Regions from separate parts of the Mus musculus genome. Here region 1 is linked to region 2. A link is a contact called in public HiChIP or PLAC-seq data. All regions are on one chromosome and are shown on one strand. The core of a region is the stretch at or near the end of the contact, and the rest is flanking DNA. Distances in the headings are between cores, read along the strand shown. Region 1 has its middle 110 kb from the start of Irx1. Region 2 holds the start of Irx1 (Iroquois homeobox 1).

Region 1 (3,496 bases), core at 137-2,636, 110 kb after region 2:
CCTCTCTGAGCTCCACATACAAATAGTAAACAGAGCAAGTCCCCTTTGTTGACAGTTGTCAGCATACATTGAATATCTCACATTACAGTGAGGCAAAACATCTCTTTCGAGTGATTCTGGTGTGTGTCTGCATAACAACTCTTTCAAAGGAAGATGGTTTTGCTTGAAATGAAAAATTTATCTGAAGGTGAAATGAGAGGATTGTATCCACTGTCTCAGAATTCTTATTCTCTTGACGGGAAAGTGAAAAATGTTTTTTTCTTCATTTTTAATTTCTTCTCCACTTTTGGTCCACCAGGGATCTCTCAGATGCAGGATAAAGTGTTACTATTCCACAGAAGGCGAGTAGAAAGGACGGATGCTTGGCTCTCAGCTGCCAATGCCGTGTGGAAGTATTTCCCAGAGTGCCAACAAAAGGTTTTTCTTTTTACCAAAAAGTGAAGAAACTTCAGTTATCTTGCAAAAATCAAAGGGATATTGGGACTTGTCTGTCACTCAAAAGGAGCTGCAGGAATTGGATATCCAGGGCAGCAGCTTTAAATAACTCATTCTACCCCACTGTACTCGTGCATATCCGCCAGATGCAGGGGCTGGCTGGTTCTTCCACTGCTCCCTGGAGTGACCTGGGGCCACGTGCAAAGCTTGTGATGGCAGCGAGTCCAAGCTTGGAAGTTGTGGATACTTTGCTGTGATTTTCATTCTGGGTTGGTGGTAGAAAAGTTCACTCTATTGGCTGCCCCTGTCCAGGTGAGGAAGCAGTTGTTACATGTTCAATGAAGAAGGAAGCTATACTTGCATGGAAATTGGGCGAGGCTGTTTTGGGGATGAGTCCTAACAACCCCATTCTTCTCTCATTGAGTGGCAGCCTCAGATCAGCCCCCCCCCCCAAAGTGACATCATAGCTAGGAAGTTTTTTATGACTTACTGGAATCTCTAAGGCAAGCCAGCAAGCACCAAGTAATCAGTTATGGCCCCCATCAGAATAGAGCACAGACTTTGGCATGGACAGAATTTCACACCAGGGATTCTTGCTGGGTTATGAGTCGCACTGTAAAATCTGACAGGCTGAGATGAAGCCCACAAACTATGGCTGAATTGTTTTGGAACCTTCCTGAAGCCCACAAACAAACTATGGCTGGGTTGTTTTGGAACCTTCCTGATAAGGTTGTGTTGGCTGTGTTTTTACTGTTCTGAGTTGCCAACCACAGAGCAGCTGCCTGGAGAGACAATATCACGGAACTGGTTAGGATTTTCCCGGACTCTTCCTGGCAGTGATAAGGAAGTGTTGCCTTAAGTGTTGCTTCTGGTTTACCCACCACCTTTTTCAGAGCCTTGAGCTCTGTGAGGTCATGCCCTGTTACTTACTCATGGGAAGTAGCCCATGGGAAGATGTGGTTCCTGCAGGTCCCTACTATAGTGGACAGCACATGTGTGAAACCGGAAGGTGACCTCCACACCCTAGCAGTTTCCAAAAAACATCCATTGCGTGAGTCAGCTCTCCATCCTAATGGCAGAGTCTAACTAAAGACAAAGACAAGGAGCAAGGGTTTCCTTTGGCCACAGTTTCTAGGACTAAAGTCTTATTGGTTTTAGGCAGCGGAGAAACAATACATCAAGGGAGAGTGGCAGAAGAAGATGGAACAGAGACAGAGGTAGGCAAAGCCGGGCTTCCACAATCTTCTTCAAGAACATTACCCCAGTGTCCTATCTTTATTTAAATATTACTCACCAGATATTTATCGACAATCATTTGTTTCTGGTTAGGCAAATTCAGGATGAAGTGAGACAGACACACAGCCTGTGGTCTGCATGCTTATGTTACCATCTGACTCATGCCAGGGTGTCTGGCTGCTGTTGCATCCCATGGTGGGCTGTACCGAAAAAAATCAAGTATTGATGGAATGTCATGAGAGACCTCGCCCACTAGTCAGAAGTACAGCATGGAGGGTAGAGGCCAAGAGCTGTGCTTGGTGCTTGTTTTCTCAAGGTTGTAAAGTCATAAAGCTTCACAGTTGAGTGGCTGCCTCACCCTACCCCCATCCGGAAAGTACCACAGAGAGATGTCCAGGAAGAGAGAAGGAGGCTGCCCAGGCTTGTTGGTAGGCCAAGTAGTGTCTGCTGGTGGGCAGTGGCAGGACCATGGAGCCTAAGCAAAGGGCAGCATTCCTTACTTCAAGGAAGGTTCCTGGATACAGGGAAAAGCTAAGTGTGGGTGTTGATGCTTGCAAGCAGTTACTGAAACCTGGAAGCCTGTATGCTCCCTTCCTTCTCGGGGATCCTGCTCAGGTCCATTCTGCCATGTCTGTCTCCACTTGAGTCTCAGGCGTGTAGTCACGTTGGGATCTTACCTAGAGAAGTGGTTCTAACACCCACAGAGATACCTTCCTCTCTCACTAGAAAAGAGGTCTTAAGTACCACAAATACATCTCCTCCCACATGGAAAGCTATGATACTTCCCCTCCCCCGCGGTTCATTCATCAATATTTCTGTTCTTAAGGGTGTCTCAGCAACTCATACCCCAGACAATAGCTTCTTTCTTTCTTCCCCCTCTCTGTTTCTCTCTCTAGTCCTTGTACTGGTCCAGTGCTAGCAGGTATTCTGCCATATTTGGTCTCTGATAGCACTCAGGTATTGATATTGCCCTTCTTCTGCATGAGAACAATGTGTTATGTTTCCTAAATTCTGTGGGTAATCTGCTCTGCAGATGCCTATGAAAGCATGCTGTCACTCATTCACAAAACCTGGTCTTACTACAGGGTACTGTAACTTCACAAGGTCACCGAGGTCATGGAGGAAGCACACCGTGCTTCTAGTTGAACCAATATGCCCTGCCGAAGGTTATCTCCTGTGATTCTGGTTGGTAGAAGAAAGGCCTCTGTCATCATTTTGTAGGTGATCTTTCTTTTTCTTCTTCCCTATATGGGGCCAGCTGCTTTCTTTCCAGTGAGCCTCACTCTATTAGCTTTTCTTTATTGTGTCTTGGCTAAGAACAAGAATGCATCAGGCACAGACTCTGCATGCCTTGGTTCATGTCTGTAGCCTTATTTTCTGAGGTCTTTGCTCTGGGCACTGTAATTGGAAAGGCACTTACCACTCCGATTTATAACCATTATTAATTTGAACTTCACGTACTGTGTATGAGCCTGGGAAGTCCCCGATCATTATCAATATTCTAACACCCACAGAAAAATTAGTCAGGCACCTTCTGTCTATAAATCCTCTGCTTGAGGAGATATCTGTTGCCAGCAAAGATGATCAGGATGTAATGGAAGCGTTTAATGTAGAAAATGTTGTTCTATTTCTCTTCTTGATAGGACCAGACAACCAGGGTGTCAGAGTGGGGGGCAGCAGAGCTACGGAGGAAGGCTGCTCAGGAAAAGCAATACATTTGCCAGGCTGATCGATACGAAGATTAACTTAACCAAGCGGAAGGCTTATCAATCTTACTATTGATCAGTTTAGCAAACGTATTGGTGTGCTGGTGTAGGATGACAGG
Region 2 (3,515 bases), core at 252-2,751:
GGGCAGCAGGGGGCTGCCTTCCAAAAACCAGTGCCCGCCTCGCAATTTGCTAGCGGCCTCAAGTTTAAGCAGCCCGACCTTTCCGTTAAACCAAGGAAAAGTGATCATTCGGAAGGACAGACAGGCCAATACTCCTGTGGAGAATTAAATTTAAACACACACCCCCATCTGACACCCACTGGGACAGGAGATCGGAGAGCACCATTTATTTTAAGCTCTGGGACACTGTTCCTTTAACTCTCCCTTATGTAACACGGGAAGAAAAGTGCTTTTCTTTCGGCTCAAATGAAAAGTTTGGCAACTTACGAAAGTAAAGGCAAACACCGTTTCGGAAGCCAGAATTTATGTCAACTTAGTATTTCTTAGCCCCGATTCCTATGGTCCCTACACACTCCATTAAGAGACCTCTCTGCTCTGCTGATGTCTATTGTTTGTTGGGATGTTTTTGATCGACTCCGCTAGGTTTAACCGGTTCCTTTTGGCAAAGTCTAGGGCAACTATCTCTGCTCTGCCAAAGAGGGAGAAGGAAGGTCTTCTGGGCCCAAGGGAAAGCTCTTGCGGCGCTCAGGCGAGGCCGGCCGCCAGGTTAGGGCAGTGTTAGTAAAGCGGCCCTGGCTGAGGGGGCCCGGCGGGCCTGCCCTGTCGCACTGGAGGAGCCTGGCGGTTTTGCCCGGGACCTCCAGAGCCTGCCGCGGTCTCAGGCCTTCTCTGGAGGCTTCTCTCCACTAGCGCGCAACCCGCTTTTCGACTCCGGTCTCCAACCTCCCAAGACCACAGTGGTCACTGCCTGGGCCTCTGGGCACTCCCGAGTCCCCAGGGAAAGAGGTCTCCGCCACCGGATTCCCTCTGCAGGACCCTTCTCGTTCCTTTCCCAGACACTGCCTGCGGATCCTCTGTTTCTCTGTTGGGCCAGCCGCTCCCGATGTCCCCAGGCGCGGTGATCTCCCGTGGGTGCGGGCCAGGAGGACGCGCGGGAGGCGGGAGCACTCACCATCTGCGAGAAGAGGCTGAGGTCCGCGGCATAGGGCAAGAAGGCGCTGTAGTTGGGTGCGCCCGCGTACGGTCCCGCCGCGGCATACATGCCTAGCACCGAGGTGACCGCGGCCGCTCCCGCGCCCGCTCCCAGCTCCGCAGTCCCGGGACGGCCCGACGAGGCGGCGGCCGCAGCAGCCGCGGCCGCAGCCAGCACCCCAGGGCGCTCTCCACCATAGGCGCCCGGGCCCGCGGCGCTTAGGTATTGCGGGTAGCCCAGCTGCGGGAAGGACATGTCCGCGGGCTCGGTGGTGGCGGAGGGCAACACTAACTGCGCGGGCAAGAAGACCGGCTGGCGATCCGAGGAGGCGCGACTCGGGGGCTGCGGGCCGCGGGCCGGGCGCGCTCCGGCCGGCCCGGGGGCGGGGGCCGCTCGCTGTTCCTCGGCCCAGTGCTCGCTGGCGGCGCCCGGCTCCCGGCTGCGCCCGTATCCGAGATCGCGCGCCGACTGCGGCGGCCGCCCTCCGCTCGGCGGCGGGGCTCTCAGACACAATTTGAAGTTGATGCTTTGATTGGCATCCCCTTGAGCACAGGCCCCGCCCCTGGCTCCCCTCCCGCCCCCTCCCTGCCTCCAGCCCGCCCTCGCTGGCCGCTCCCGCCCCTCACGGCGAGCACGTGGTGCCCCGCGCCCGCCGGGCCACCTCCTCCTCCGGTGGGCGCGCACGGCCCGTCTGCTGGTGTGGGTCCGGAGGCCGCAGGCTCCTTCCCAACCAGCCCCCGCGGCTTTTGACAACCTGTCGACACCGGTTTACAGCTGTCTGACACCCGGTTTTGCAACGGAGATCTGTTCCCCCATCCCCTTTTAACAAAAGCAACTCGGGGATTGCGTTTCTACAGCTGGGGTGGCAGGGAAAGAGGCCTGGGGCCAGGGGACAGTCTATAGCGAACAGCCTTTCCTCTGTGGCTGGCTCTGCAGCACCTCCATGGGACATATTTGGCTGAAGTGTTCAGATAAATCTACGCGTGGCTTGACACCTCGGATACAGGGTGCGTCGTCTCTCTGGCCCCACTTGGTATCAACAGATACTCTGGAAATTGCTGCCCCCCCCCCCTTGCACTTGGAGAATCGGGTTGTGGCCGGCCGCGCTCTGTCAGCTTCTCCAAATATAAAAACTTTTAAAATGGGCAAGCCAGCTGAGAGGTCGCTGCCTAGCGGAGGAGAGCTCCTAGAGGGTGGGGGAAAGAATTGTAGGAGGGGAAGGACCTTCGCAAGGTAAAAGAACTGGCAAATCTTGCCCACAGTCATCTACCACCCTCTTCCAGTTTGGGAGAAGCCTGAAAGGCCTGGGCTCCTGCGTTTGTCCACTAGGTGTGCAGACGCGGAGAGTCAACACGAGTGGAGCTCAGGTACCTGAGGTGGCGCTGCGACTAGCCAGTCCAACAGGACAGGACAGCCGCCAGTCCCCTGTCTTTGAGTCTCCCACGACACCCCCCCCCCCCATCCCCGCCCAATTCCTATCTCAAACGCTGGGAAAATAAGAACCAGGCAATTTGAAAGCCAGGGGCCTGGCTGCTCTGTTCTCAGGGCAGACTTGAAATGCTCATTCCTCTCTCCTCTCTCAATCAGTGCGGCTGACCAGAGAAAGATGCTTCTGCTCATGGTGCCCTAGATTGGTATTGGAAGTGCAGAACCAAAATGTCCAGAGACTCCTAGTGCCTCGTTTCTTGCTGCTGTCTATAATGTGGCAGAGGCTTGAGTGTGTCACATCACACGGTGCTGGTGGAGCTTCACCTTCAGGGTCTAATTTCAGACTCAGAGAATTAAGGGGTACAGTGACAGGTTTGACAGAGAGCCCCAACATGCATACTGGAATGCTGCTGTCCAGGGCCATTGGGACCCTGGACACCAGCTAAGGCACACTTGCTTGCCTGGTGTCTCCTGCAACATCAGGAAGTCCTCACTTATAGGTCTTGAAATCAGATACTAAACCTTGCCTGTAATTAGGCACAATACAGCTCTTAAAAGTAGTTACTAATTACTAGTGGGAAAATCAGGTAATCTTCATTTTCTCTGCTCTGGGTTGGATCTTCTCACTTAATCAGGCTGTTTCCTCCATCTGACCCTGCCTACTTCATGACCCCAACACCCCTTGGAATGTCAGGACCTGCTTTCCTGCTTGGATTTAGTCTGGAGGGTACCCCAAGGGAACCCCCAGAGTTCTAGCTTCTGAAGCTCCTAATTGTGACCTCTTCTTGGTTCCCAGCTATTCAGTCATCTTGTAACCAGAATCTTGGGACCCTTATCTTACATCCTCCAAACAAACAAACCACTGCAGGGAAGTTCTGGAGAAGAGCGGTCTGACCATTGTTCTGGCTCAGTGAACCCAGGACTCACTTCAGATGACAGGTAAATTCAGGAAAGATAAGCCCTGAGCTGTTACCTCAGAGAAGGAGGGAGGAAGTCAGTCCAAATACATCTCCCTACCAGTATGTAGTGGCAGAGGGGTTACCGCTTGTCATTACTCCCACAACTGTCTGCTTGA

What was found. HiChIP or PLAC-seq counts read pairs in DNA pulled down with a chosen protein or histone mark.
Region 1: a contact with region 2 is called in an H3K27ac HiChIP or PLAC-seq map of embryonic fibroblasts, with 2.2 times the contacts expected there. The contact joins the enhancer-like site here to the promoter of Irx1 in region 2. A contact is called at or near these places in 3 of 484 Hi-C or Micro-C datasets (adipose-derived mesenchymal stem cells, embryonic fibroblasts and uterus), 2 of 115 datasets of contacts at active chromatin or transcription factors (the SCID.adh cell line and embryonic fibroblasts) and 1 of 9 other capture datasets (adipose tissue).

Annotation. Positions count from the first base shown.
Region 1 is chr13:72,075,630-72,079,125 of GRCm38.p6, forward strand. No RefSeq gene overlaps it. Among named protein-coding and RNA genes, the nearest start is that of Irx1, 110 kb to the left of the region's middle. Within about 2 kb of position 1,387, at least 13 of the 459 cell types and tissues checked have an H3K27ac peak or open chromatin away from gene starts, as enhancers often do. A contact at or near this core is called in embryonic fibroblasts, where this site is marked.
Region 2 is chr13:71,962,222-71,965,736 of GRCm38.p6, forward strand. Irx1 (Iroquois homeobox 1) reads right to left here and starts at 1,502. Exons shown (of 4, transcript NM_010573.2): 1 at 992-1,502. The coding sequence starts at 1,267.